3 separate regions of the Anser cygnoides genome follow, and all the other regions are linked to region 2. Evidence: chromatin contacts called from public Hi-C data. All regions are on one chromosome and are shown on one strand. Each heading gives the region's core, a stretch centred on a gene start, on an enhancer-like site or on the middle of the called end of the contact. The rest is flanking DNA. Distances are from core to core; before and after follow the strand shown. Region 1 holds the start of OCLN (occludin). Region 2 holds the start of CIRBP (cold inducible RNA binding protein). Region 3 overlaps ARID3A (AT-rich interaction domain 3A).

What was found. A called contact is a pair of places that touch in the nucleus more often than the background predicts.
Region 1: a contact with region 2 is called in a Hi-C map of liver, with 5 times the contacts expected there. The contact joins the promoter of OCLN here to the promoter of CIRBP in region 2. A contact is called at or near these places in 2 of 7 Hi-C or Micro-C datasets (both in liver).
Region 3: a contact with region 2 is called in a Hi-C map of liver, with 1.6 times the contacts expected there. The contact joins the enhancer-like site here to the promoter of CIRBP in region 2. A contact is called at or near these places in 2 of 7 Hi-C or Micro-C datasets (both in liver).

What each region holds. Positions count from the first base shown.
Region 1 is chr27:1,261,293-1,265,413 of Taihu_goose_T2T_genome, reverse strand. It overlaps OCLN (occludin), which reads right to left and starts at 1,465. Exons shown (of 8, transcript XM_066983783.1): 1 at 1,319-1,465. OCEL1 (occludin/ELL domain containing 1) reads right to left here. Exons shown (of 5, transcript XM_048052460.2): 1 at 3,122-4,121; 2 at 2,857-3,038; 3 at 2,538-2,709; 4 at 2,392-2,442; 5 at 1,654-2,231. The coding sequence starts at 3,751. The coding sequence ends at 2,112.
Region 2 is chr27:874,622-878,882 of Taihu_goose_T2T_genome, reverse strand. It overlaps CIRBP (cold inducible RNA binding protein), which reads right to left and starts at 2,267. Exons shown (of 6, transcript XM_048051980.2): 1 at 2,148-2,267.
Region 3 is chr27:613,170-617,250 of Taihu_goose_T2T_genome, reverse strand. All of the region lies in intron 3 of ARID3A (AT-rich interaction domain 3A), which reads right to left. Among named protein-coding and RNA genes, the nearest start is that of ARID3A, 12 kb to the right of the region's middle. Within about 2 kb of position 1,955, at least 2 of the 3 cell types and tissues checked have open chromatin away from gene starts, as enhancers often do. A contact at or near this core is called in liver, where this site is marked.

The DNA.
Region 1 (4,121 bases), core at 216-2,715, 390 kb before region 2:
TGCGGCCGCCTGAATGCATTGGATTGTTTAAAACCCTAATTAAACCAGAAAAGCTCTTACCCAAGGCTAGCGCTAACCCTGAGGGTTTCTCCGTAAGCAGCTCCGGTTGGATTAAAAAAATAATAATAATAATAATAATAACACAGGGCACATTACCAACACCGCAGTGAAAAGCGGTAAATGGGGGCAGATCAAAGGGGGGTGACGCGTTTCCTCGCTGCCACCGCTGGAGAGCTGCCGCATGGAGCCAGGCGCCGCCCGCCCGGGACCCCCGCCCCAACAGGGCCGCCCCAGCCCCACAGTCGCTCCCTGCCTCCGGTTCCTGCCCTCCTCCGTGCGGTTGGCCTCTCCAAAACACCTTCTGGCTTTGCTTTCCCACAAGTTTACTCCGAGCCAAACCACCGCCGGGAGCGTTTTGGAGGGCCGGGGAGAAACGCCAGGATAACGCTGCTGGAAGCGGGGAACCCCTCCGAGGGGGCTGGGGGGCAAAGCAGGGGCTCTGCAAAGCCCAGCGGGCTCCTGGCGCTGCTCCACCACCTCCGGGCTGCACAGAGCCGCCCTTCTCCACCCCACGAAAAGCAAAACCCCAAGAGCTCAGCGGGGACCCCCCCGGCGGGCATCGCCGGAGCGGGACGCAGCGTGGAGGGGGGGGGAGGAACCTGAACCCTGCATGGGAAACCCAAGCCGGGGGCAGGTGGCAGCGGGTCCGGGGTGTCCGTGGCCACCTGGGGGCCAGGGGCTCGGTCCCTTCGCCCCAAACGAGGGTGGTCCCAAGCCCGTGCCCCAGCGCGGCGCTGGAGGAGCGGGGCAGCACCTCCCGGGGTGCCCGCGGCTTTTTTCTCGGGTATCCTCACGCTGCCCCCAGCTCTGCGCAGCCCCAAAGCCTTGGGCTGGCGTGGGGGGAGACCCAGCAGCAAGGGGAGCTGCAAACCCCCCCCCCCGCCCCCGGGGACCCCCCAGCTCCCGCGCCCCCCTCCCCGCCACCGGGGCTCAACCCCGGTGTCCGCGTCCCGACGGGGGCAGCGCCGTCCCCGCGCTGGTTTTTTGGGGGATTTTTTATTTTATTTTTTTAAAGGTGGGGGGCTCGGGGTCCGCCCCCACACCCCTGCACCCCCCCAACCTCCCGCGGAGCCCCGGGAAGCGCCGCCGCCGCCGCCGCCTCCCACCTGCCCGGTGCGGCTCCGGGAACCGGGCGCGCCCGCTCCGGTCCCGACGGAGCCCCCGGGGGTTCCCCGAGCCCCCCCCCCCCCGGCGTGCGGCGGGGACCGAGCCCCTGGGGACCCCCCCCCACCCCGATACCGGTCCCGGAGCCCCTTACCTGGCCGCCCCCCCGCCTCTTTGTTCCCGTAAAATGGCAGCCGGGAGCAGCGGCACCGCCGCCGCCGGGCGCTGCAGGGAACCGGCCCCGGTTTCCGCCTCCGGGGGGGGAGCCCCGGGGGCGGCCCCGCTGCTCCCCGCCCGGCCCCCGCCCGGGGGGAGGTGGCGGTGGGGGCTCGGCGGCTCCGGGGAGGGGGGGGGGGCTATGGGGGGCTCACACGCGCGGCGGTTCCGCTGGGGGGGGGGGAGGGCTCGGGGTCCCCGGGGGCTGGGGGGGCGCAAAGAGGCCAGGGCCGTGCCCCCCCCCCCCCCCCATCCGGAGCCGTGGCACTGGGGGGGGTCCTGTTGGGTACCGGGGCTCCTCTCGCTATCCCAGGGGACAGGAGCGTCCCTGGGGGGGGGTTGCCAGCTGGTGGAGCCCCCCCGCCTCCATCATCCGCGGGCACCCCAGGACACGCATTGAAGCCCCCCGAAAAACATCACGGGTTTTATTAAAAGCAGCTCTGCCCCCCTCCCCTCCCGCCCCCCCCCCGCAGCTGCACCCCTCTGGGTGCTCCCGAATCCACGCCGGGTGCGGGGCCACCAAAGGCACCCCAAAACCCGCAGGTTTGCTCCCCGTGCCCAGGTGGGTGCGGTGGGTGGGGGGCAGCGGGTGCCTCCTGCTCGCCCCCGCAGCACCGTCACCCCCCGGTGCTGAGCCCTGCGGGGTCCCCAGGGCTCGGGGTGGGGGTGGGGGGACCTGGCAGAGCCCCGGGGTCCCCGGCTGTCGTCCCCAGAGGTCCTCGTGAGCGGGCTCAGAAGTAGACGGCGCTGCCGCGGGCGCCGCGGTCGTAGTCCTGGATCTGCCTCTTGATGTGCGTCAGCTTCTTCTTCAGGTAGCGGCAGCGCCGCTGCTTCTCCAGGAAGGCCGAATCCTGCCGGCGGGAGACAGCGGCGCTGTGCTCAGCCCGGAGAGACCCCGCCATAGCGCTGGGGTCCCACGGGTGCCCGGGACCCCCATGCTCCGGGATGGCAGGGAAGCTCGCGCCCCCCCCAGCGTGGCTCCGAGCGCACGAATCCTGACCCCCTACTCACCCTCTTCTTCCTCAGGACCTCGCGCCAGACGCGGGCCACCCTGCTCTCATCCTGCGGGGCGAAAAGACGCAGCCCAACGTCCCCAGCCCCGCCGGCACGGCCCGGTGCTGAGCCCTGCCCGCTCGTGACGCCCGTGGGACACCCACCGTCCTGCCGAGCGCGTGCCGGGGCAGGCGGCGCGCGGCGGCCTCCAGCTCCCCCAGCCTCCGCTGTGCCTCCCGCACCTCGCCCAGCAGCTCCCGGTACTCGGCGTGCTGGTCGCTGAACACAGCCCGGTATTCCTCCCGCTGCCGCCCGCTCCGGATCGCCGGGTACTTTCTGCACGGCCACGGGGGGGTTACGAAGTTCGGGGGGGTCCCCGCTCTGGGCTGGAAGCCCAGCTGTGCCCCAGCACGGAGGCACGGGGGGGCTCCGGACCCCCAGGGACCCCATCCCGTGGCCGTCCCCTGCCCTGGGGTCACTTACACCACGTAGTCCGGGACAGTGCACGGCCGCGGCACGAGCCCGGGGGGGATGGAGCAGATCAAGGCCCCCAACCTCTCACCCCCCTCGGTGAAGGCGCTGGCAGCCGTGGCCCTCCCCAGGGGTCTCCCCGGGGGTCCCACCTCATCCTCAAAGGCGATGCGCTTGGCTCGGGCCGGCGGAGGCTTCAAGATACAAAGGGAAAGGGGGGTCGTGAGAAGCCTGCCGCGGGCTGCCCCCCCAGCCTCCCGGTGACAAAGGGACTCACGGGAGCCTCCCGACGCCTCCGGGCCACCTCGTGCCTCCACATCTTGAGGGCCACGAGGCTGCCGGCCAGGTAGAGCAGCGCCGTGAGGAAGAGGAAGACGAGAGCGGCTGCCTGCCCCCCGGCCAGGCGGCAGAAGGCGGCGAGGAGGGGGCCGCCGGCCAGGGGGGAGTAGCAGAGCCCCCCCAGGGTGACGGTGTGGATGTACGCCGCCGCCGCCGCCAGGTACAGCAGGAACATGAGGCCGTTGAGGCCGGACTCGGTGGGAGGCCACCAGGGTGCCTCCAGGAGGACGCCGCGGTAATAAGTGGTGGCCCCCAGCCCCAGCAGCACGGCCGTCAGCAGCCAGGCCAGGCTGGCCACCACCAGCACGAAGGGGGTCAGCGGCCCCCCGTAGCCGCCCCCCAGGACCCCCCCGAGGAGCAGCTCGCCGCCGTAGCCCCCGTAGTCCCGCTGGAGGTAGGCGCAGACGCAGGCGAAGACCATCCCGCCGCACAGCAGCTCCAGCCCCCCCAGCACCCGCAGCAGCCCCGGCCACGACTTCATGTGGGCGAAGCGGAGCGCGGCCGCATCCTGCCCGGCAGCGCCATCCCCGAGCCCCCTCTCCCCCCCGGGGCAGGCGGGCTCGGCCATCGGCCCCCGGAGGATTTTTGGGGAGGGGGCTCCCCCCTGGACGTGTCTGGCGGTGGTGGCTCCGCTTCACCGGCTGCGGGCTGAGCCCAGCTGGGGGAGAAGCACCGGGGCGGGAGCGAGCCCCCAGCGAGGGGACCCCCGGTCCCGGTGCCAGCCCTGGTGGCGTGCCTCAGTTTCCCCCCACAGGGCACCGACGCAGCCTGGCTCCCAGCCGCCTCCCCGCACGCTGCTCACCGGGGATTTACGAGAGGTGGGGGACGCAGCGGGGGTGCCACCAGGTCCCTGCTGCCACCTGCCCGGCAGGATGCGGCCCCAGGGTGCAGCCGGGCGGCCGCTACCTGCCGCCGATAGGCACGGGCGGTTAAACATT
Region 2 (4,261 bases), core at 1,018-3,517:
GCCCCCCCGCGCAGGCGCAGTGTGCCGCCCCTCCTCCCGCCCGCCGCCATTTTGCACGGCCGAGGCCCGTCGCCATTTTGTTTCCGAGGGCGCACCGCGGCCCTCCCCGCGCCCCTTCCCCCCCTCAGGGGCCCACCGAGACGGCTCCGCCCGGCTCCCAGATCGCGCGGAGGGCACCCACACCGGGCCGGGAGCCCGGCTCCGGAGCCCTGTGCCCAGCCAGGCCCGCTCCGGCCACACACGACCGCCGGCCGCAGCGCCCTGACCCCCCGGGCCGGCCGCAGCCCGCCCACAGCGGCGGCGGGCGCTTACCGGTGCTGCGGAGCCGCGGGATCCACGCAGCGCCCCCAAAGCTTCAGCACGATGAGCGCCGAGGCTGGCGGGGCGGCGCCTTATAAAGCTTCGCGCGGGGCCACGCCCCCCTCATGCATATGCAGATCGAGCCGCCGCCGCAGGGCGGGGCGAGCGGCGCCGCCAAAGCGCCACCGCCTGATTGGCTCGCGCCTCATTAATATTCATGAGGCCCCACCGCGCGGCGAGGGGAGGGGGGGATCGAAAACAAAACCGCTGCGTCCCCCCCCGCCCCCCTTCCTCCCACGTGGGGGTGGGGCGTGGATGCCGGCGCTGATTGGCCGGCAGCGCGGCGGCTGTCGGCCGGGGGAGCCCCTGTGAGAAGGAAGGAAGTGGAGGCAGCCGATTGGCCGCTGGGGCCCCCCGAAGCCCCGCCCCGCCCCGCCCATTGGCGGCCCGCACGCCGAGGGGGCGTGGCGGCGCTGCCCCAGTTTCGCGCCCTTCGCAGCAATGCGGCGGCCGCAGACAAAGGGGCCGCCTGAGGGGGCCGCCGCCATCTTGGGCCCGGCCTGGCCCGGCCCGGCCCGTTCCCGGCCCCTCGCCCCTTCCCTCATCGTCGGGGCCGTCCCCGCGTGTCCCCGCCGCCCCTTCATCCCCGGTGCCCGGCGGTCGCCCTGTGGGGCGGGAGAGCCTCGTTACTGGTTCCAAAGCACAAACATTTTAATTAAATAAAAATAAAAATGAAAAATGAAAACTTCTCTGTTTTGCACTGAAGTGGTTAAGGGCCCAGACTGGGGGGTTCTAACGTGAAAATGTCTCTGCGTTAAAGGCTTCCCACAGGGCCCTAACTGAGGTGAACATGCACTTGTGCATGGGACTGCATTGGTTTGAAAAGCGCTACCAGTTTCCCAGCTTTTCCTCCCAAAGCTGCAGTTTTGCCTCAAAACCGCCACCGTGCATTGCGGAGGCCGCCACGTCCCTCCCCTGCAGCTCGCAGTGCCCGGCCTCCCTCCTTCCCCCCGACACCGCCACGGCCGCGGGCGTCCTCGGCGCAGGGCAGCACGGGATCAGTGACACCGGGGGTGTTCGCCCCCCGGCACCGTCACCGGTTTCCTACCTGAGCATGGAAATGGAAAGAGTCAAAAATAAACCACAGCAAAATGCAAAGTTTTCTGCCCACCATGGTTCCGAAAAGCAGCGTTTGCCCGCTCCCTGCTCTCAGCGGGGCTGTTCCTCTCTGCTTTGTTATCACACCGACTGGGCCCCGCAGTTTGTTTTGTACACAGCCGGGTGTAGTAATTACGAGATGCAGAGGAATCTCGGTATTGCTCTCTGCCCCAATCTCTGCTGCCGTACGCGCTATTTTAGTTAGTTTAGTTGTTGCTGTTTCGTTCCTCCTCAGCAGCAGCACGCCGTCTGCGGGCTCGGTGCTGCGGCACTACAGCACCGGGGCTGTGCCGAGCTCAGCGCCAGCAGGGACAGCACCACCGCCGGGGTGCTCAAAACACGTAAAAATACAACACTGATGAGACATCAATCTAGTAGTAGTAGCATTTTCTTACTGGCAAAACTGTGAAAAAAACTAATTAACTTCCCAGTCCTGAGAGCGGAATACGAACGTTAAGTAATTATAATAATATGCGTCATATATACGATCTACTGGTAATGAAATGCACGTGGTACACTCTGCAGTAAAACGAGAAGAAAAGGTTCAACATTTGGAAAATATTAGTGCAATATTTAAAACCGAGATGAAACTCTGAATAGTCAGATAAAGTAGTACAATATTTTGTGCAAATAAAATGAGCGCTTCCCAATTTGAAGGGAGTCTGAGTTACTGAACAAGCCCGGGTTACCTTTCGATTCTGGCCAATTTTGCGTGGGGCTGCGTGGTTTTTGCCTGTGCACCAGCCGTGGCCCGGAGGAGCGAGGAGGGTGGGCTCGTGAGCCGCATGAGACCGCAAATTGATTTTTGCCCTTCAAGAGGGGAAGATGACAGCGCAGCCCTGAGCTCCCATCCCCAGCACGGCATTCTGATTAAATTAGGGACACGTTAACATAAGCATTTCTGGTCCGTGATAAGGGCGGATAAAGTGACCTTGACACATGGAGCTGTTTCCCTGCGCTGCTTCAGGGGTGTTTTAGTTCTAGCAGGACCAAAGGCTGTGGGGACGGCGTATGGGGACTGCAGCTCTCCCCATGGGACTGGTGTATGGGGCTTGCAGCTCTCCCCATGGGACTGGTGTATGGGGACTGCAGCTCTCCCCATGGGACTGGTGTATGGGGACTGCAGCTCTCCCCAGCAGAGGCTGGATCTGTCCACAAAAAGCAGGGGGCATAATGCTTTGGGTGCACATCAATGCCCTTCCTTTGACACCGACAGAGTTGCTCTATTAACCAAGATCGCCCGCGCTGCCCCCCGCTGCCGCCCCAGTTCTGCTGCTCTCGGGAGGTTTCGCGTGCTCCAGATCTGCTCGTTCCCCGTCTGACCCAGGGCGTTAGGCGCAGCGTCTGGCGCTGCAGGCTGCGGGCAGCTGCCCCTGCTCCGAGCCGGCGGTCGTGCCCAGCACCACGGGCCCCAGGATGGACCCAGGACAGGGAAACCTCGACACACACCGCAGGGCTACCTACGGCTGAAACCGGCGCTGGGAGTAGTAGCTCAGTAAATACCTCGCCCGGCAGATTTCGCAGGTTGTTAGGGCAGTTAATTGGGCGTAACGCCTGCTTTGCCTCCCTGGAGCAAACCTCCCTGCAGCAGAGGCTGGCACCGGCCCTGCTCGATGGGACAACGAGGGAACGATGCAGCGAGGAAGCCATGCAGCAAGGGAACCGCGCGGCACTAACATGTGCAGCGCCCTGCAGAAGGGCTGCACGCCTGAGCCGCCTGCACAGGCTCAGGCTCCTGCGCCCGAGCCCATTTTCCGTCGCCTTTGGGTGCCCGACGAGAAGGGACGGCGGTGCTCGTGGTGACCTAATATGGTGAAAGCGCCGTGGCTTCGTCAAGGACTCCAAATAGGCGGCTCGGACTACGTGCTCCTCAAAGCGGAGGCCGTGCCTTCACGTCTGTAGGCTGTGGTGTGCGATCATCGCTCAGTCATAAATCACAGGAGGCCGGAGGGACTGCGGGGATCAGCTCGGCTGTTGAATCATGCAACCCCGCTCCTGACAGATGTTTGTCTCACCCTTTTTGTTGTTGTTGTTGTTAAAAATAAAAAAATAAAAAAGAGCCTCCAGTGACAGAGATTACGGTACCAAACATGGTATAAATGATAATATTTTTTTCCCGAAGGCAGCACACCAGCCCTCAGCACCACGCTGAAATACGCGAGGTGGGCAGTGACGGAGCTGTGCTGAATACCTGCCCTTCTGTCCTGCCTTCGCTGCAGCCTCCACATCCAGCCCAGGCCTTTCCCTGCCACCCTGGGAGCCTTGCCAGGGGTGCACCCCGCAGCCCTTCCTGCAGGCTGGGGGTCCCCCCTGGGACCTTTTTGCAGGGGCTTTCCTCCAGGCCTCCGGGGCCAGTCTCACCCCGCAGCACCGAGCACTCCGGGGTCTGCCCAGAGCCACGCGGCCCGAAGCGGGGAGCTCCAAACCTGAGCAGCCCCAAATTCCTCTGGGTGCCGTTGCCTCCAGCGAGGGCTGGGGAAAGCAGCTCCCAGGAGGGTGGGGAGGAGCACGGGGGCAGCGGGAGGACGTGGGCGAGCACCCCGGGGCTTTGGAGGAGCACCCGCAGCCCGCTTTGGGGCTCCGGCTTACGCAAGCTGTGCAATAGCAGGATGGGAGCGGGCACAAAACCGTCCACGTAGCCGCGCTTCTGCACTCCGCCATCGTGTTCCTCCCCCGAGCCTAAGCAAAGCGCCGGGACCACCCTTCCTGCACGCAGCCGGGGGGGTGCACGCCGCTACCGCAGCGCCCGCCAGCACAAACCGCCCGGCAGAGCCGCCTCCTCGCCCTTTGTTTCTGCCGGGAT
Region 3 (4,081 bases), core at 706-3,205, 260 kb after region 2:
GGGGAGCCTGGGTACGTTTGCTGGGAGAGGTTTACAGGGTCGTCGGTGCCGCGCTTCCCGTCGGCTCTATTGTTCCCTCCGGTTCCCAGCATTGTCCCCTCCACAGGTCGGCCACCTCCCGCACCGGGGGGACGTGGCCCCGCCGCAGGTGCCTGTCCCCCACCGGTCCCCTTCTCGGGCCTGGGAGGAGCTGGGGGCTGCAGGACCCGGCGGGTGGCAGGCCCTGGGGACCCCCTCAGAGGTGTCACTGCTCCTGCACCACGGGGATAATTTCCCAATTTCCCGATTTCCTCAAAGGACTGGGCTGCCCCCGCCCCCCGAGGCCACCGGCACCTGTGAAAACCCCAAGCGCCACCACAGCCACATCCCCCCCAGTACCTCGCAGCATCCGCACCGAGCCCGGCCACAGCCACGTGCTGAAGCCCTCCCGCTGCGGCACACCAAAGCCATGCCCCGGGGCACCTCGCGTGGCACCGTCCCCCTCCTGGTCCCGCAGGGACGAAGGAGCCCATCACAACGTCCCCAGCTGAGCCACCCGGCACCCCTCGCCCTCCCAGGCCAGCACCCTGGTGGGACGGGGGTCCTGGCCCCCTCTGGCGCTGCTCCCCCGGGGCCATGCAGGGCCAGCAGCGCTGTCCCTGCCACTTGGCACCGCGCGGGGACGCGCCCTGGACCCCCTGCCTTGTGCCACCGGCCAAGGGACGCGGGCCGGTGTCAGCGCCGACAATGCGGGCGTCACCGGGAAGCAGAGGGAGATGCTGAAAGGGCGAATTAGTCGCCGTTTAACCTCCCTGACCCCCCATTGTCCGCCCCGTGTCGGCCGCCCGCCCTGCCACGCTGCGGGGCCGATCCTGCCCGGTCCCAGCGCCGCGCTGCGAAGGCACCCGGGGTGCGCGCGGCCGAAAGGCGCGGAGCAGGCGAGCGCCCGCCCCACGACCGATCGGCTCAGCCGGTTCTGTCGGCTTAAGTGGCAGGGAGGGGAGAGGGAGCAGAAGGAAAAACCTGCTGCGGGTCCGCCTGCTCGGAACAAAACCCTTGGGCCACCCCGAGGGGCCCGAGCCGCTCCCGGGGGCACGCGGAGGACGCCCTGCACGGGCTCGGGGCGCTCAGCATCACCAGCGCGCCGGAGCAGCCCGAAGCCGGGCCCAGACCCAGCTCCGGTTTCGAGGACGGTTGGCTGGCTCGCTGCTTTTTTTCCCCTTTTTGCAAAGGAGGAAGTGAATTCTGCTGCAATCGCGTTTTGAACAACTATTTCGGACAAAGCCGCTGCAGGCAGCTCGCGGGGCTCTGGCTCAAATGAAAAGCAGAGAGGGGTTTTTGGCTGAACGCAAACACCCAGGCGTTGCGTGGTGTGCCGACTGGTCACCGCAGAGCCGGGACCGAGCTTCCCTGGAGTCCCCAGTGCCCCCCCTCCGGTGGCATGGGGGGTCCGAGCCCCTCTCCTTCCTGTGGGGGGCGGCTAGCCCAGCCCTGTCAGCACCCCACATGCCCACTCCCCGTTTTGGGGCCAGTTCCTCTCTTTTAAGCCAAAAGCTGCCAGCCAGGAAAGGTCGTTTGGAAGTCAGCTCCCACCAGCAGCGCCACGGCTGCCTGCAGCCCTTCGCCACGTATGTGTTTGTGCATGCCCTTGACACATGCTCTCTATCACACCTGACCCTGTGCAAATATTAATTCAGTGGAGTCAGTAAGTATTGGGAAAGCTCGTCCGAGGCAGCAACACCCATGCACCCGGCGCGCACGGCTCGGGCACGGCACCGGCCAGGGATCCGGCACCGGAGCAGCAGAGCCGGGGCGGTCCAAGGGGCACCACCGGCTGTACCCAAACCTCGTGGGATCGGGGCAGCCTTCCCCGGGGTTTTTTGGGGGGATTAAAGCCTAATAGGAACGGCAGGCTGGGGCCGGCGGGCAGGGACCCATCTCCTGGGGAGGGCGTGGGCAGGGTGCGGGCAGGGTGCATGAGCAGGGCACGCGGGCAGGGCGTACGGGCAGGGCGTACGGGCAGGGCGTGCGGGCAGGGAACACAAGCAGTGCGTACAGGCAGGGAACGCAGGCAGGGAACGCAGGCAGGGAACGCAGGCAGGGCGCGCAGCTTCAGCACCTGCGCAGGCAGAGGCGAGAAGGGGCAGGAGCGCGGCTGAATTAGCCGTTGTAGGCAAGCCGGGGTTTAAATTCCACCATATGTAAATGATCGTCTTAGAAAGGAGATCATTGTAAGCCAAAGCAGATGAGTCACCCAGGGTTTCCACTCTCAGCCCGGCAGGGCCGGGGATTTGTGTAATTGCAAATCTGTTCCTGAAATGCGAGGCCCCGCGCCTCCGTCCCGGGCGGGCGCTGCCGCGCTGCCGAGCCGTCCCCACCGCCGCCACGGGGCCGGGGGCTCCTGCCCGGCCCCGCCACCCCCGGCCCTGCCAGCCCCGCGGTCCCTGGCGGAGGTCCAGCCGCCGCAGATGGTTTTTGACGGGCAGCCAGCTGTGGGCCGTCAGCCCTGGGAACCATCACCGCAAATCTGCTCAGGCGCGCGGGGGAACCTCAGCGGGGAGAGGGCACGGCGGCGGGCACCGCTCCGGCCCCTGCGCCCACGGCTGGCGTGAGGCGGGCACAGCGCCGGGACGGGCTCGCTCCGGGCAACGCCGCACGTGATGGAGGGTGGGATGCTCGGACGGGGGGAAACTGAGGCAGGAGGCAAAGCCCCTCACCGGAAGGATTTCCAGCAGGTGCCTGCGCTGTTGGCTGTGCCTGCACCGCGCTGACTGCCCGTGGGGCCGGGCTGCCCTTCCCCAGCTCCCGTCCCCCTCCCTGGAGCGCCTGTGGGGTGGGGGGGGGTGGGGGGATCAGCAGGGCTCCCCCTCCCCGGGGAGCCAGGTCCCTGCCTCCGAGCAGCCACGACAAAGGCAGGATTATCATCAGCTCCACTTTACAGACAAGAGACCCAGGCGCGGGGAGATTAAGTGACTTATTCCGAGGGTCACGGAGGGGGTCAGGAGCTGCGCCCACGGCTCCCGGCGCGGCGGCCGCGCGGGCAGGTGCCTTATCAGGGCCGCGCACGCGGGGAGCGGCCCCTGCCCCCCCCCAAGGGCCCCACGCCCCCCACCCTGCGATTGCGGCACGTCCGGCCGGCCCCAAAGGCAGCCTCGCGTTTCTCCTGCGGTTTCGGCCAGAAATAGGGCGATGGAGCAACGCTGCGCCCTTGCCCAACTGCTCCGCTCCAGGCGCGACTGTTTGCTTTGCTGACAAAGGCCTTGCTCTATTCTCTGCAACATTTTTTTTTTTTCTTTTAAATAAACCCTTATTCCTGTTGGTTCAGCTGTGCCGGAGCCGTGGGGCGGCTGCCTCCTCTGCAGCCCTGTGAATCAGCCCCGGGGCTCCCAGGGAGGGGGGATGCCAGCAGGCGATGCGGGGGTGCCTCGGGTGACTGGGGAGCCCCCCCAGCCCGGGCAGAGCCTGGGGGTGCCGGGGGGATGGCTCACCCAGGATCAGCCGCGTGGAGCTGTGGCCCTGGGACTGCCCCTGCTCCATCCCCAGCTCCTGGCACCGAGGAGAAGCGTCCCCTCTTTCCCCAGCCCGGTTCCCACGCTGGGTTTCCATTTTGGTGGAAAAACCAGGACCGGGACCCCAGGAGCTCGGCCCCACCGAAGGCAGCACCCGCGCGGCCGGAGGGCAAGGACCCCGCGGCCGGGACGCCCGGAGGCACTTGGTGCCTGAGCCGCTCTCGCCGAGGAGAAGTCCCTGACCTCCGGCCGGGATCGGGGGATTACGGCCGCGGGAAGGCTCCCCGAGCCGATTACCGGGCCGGATCCCTCCCCAGGAACACCCTTCAGCGGGCAGCAAGGAGCGGGGCGAGCGCTCCGCCGAGGGCACGGGCCGGGGGCTGCCCAGCTCCCCCCACACCCCGTGGGTTGGCAGCTCCCCGCTTCGTGGCCAACAAAAACCCGCCGGGGAGCACAACCCCGTGCCTCTCACAACTCATCCACGTGCAATTCAGCTCCCACCCCAGCACCCAGCGCCCGCTCCCGGTGCCTCTCCCAGCCCCCCCCCGCTGCTGTGCCCCCCCCCCCCGTTTCCTCCTCGCCCCCGTTATCAG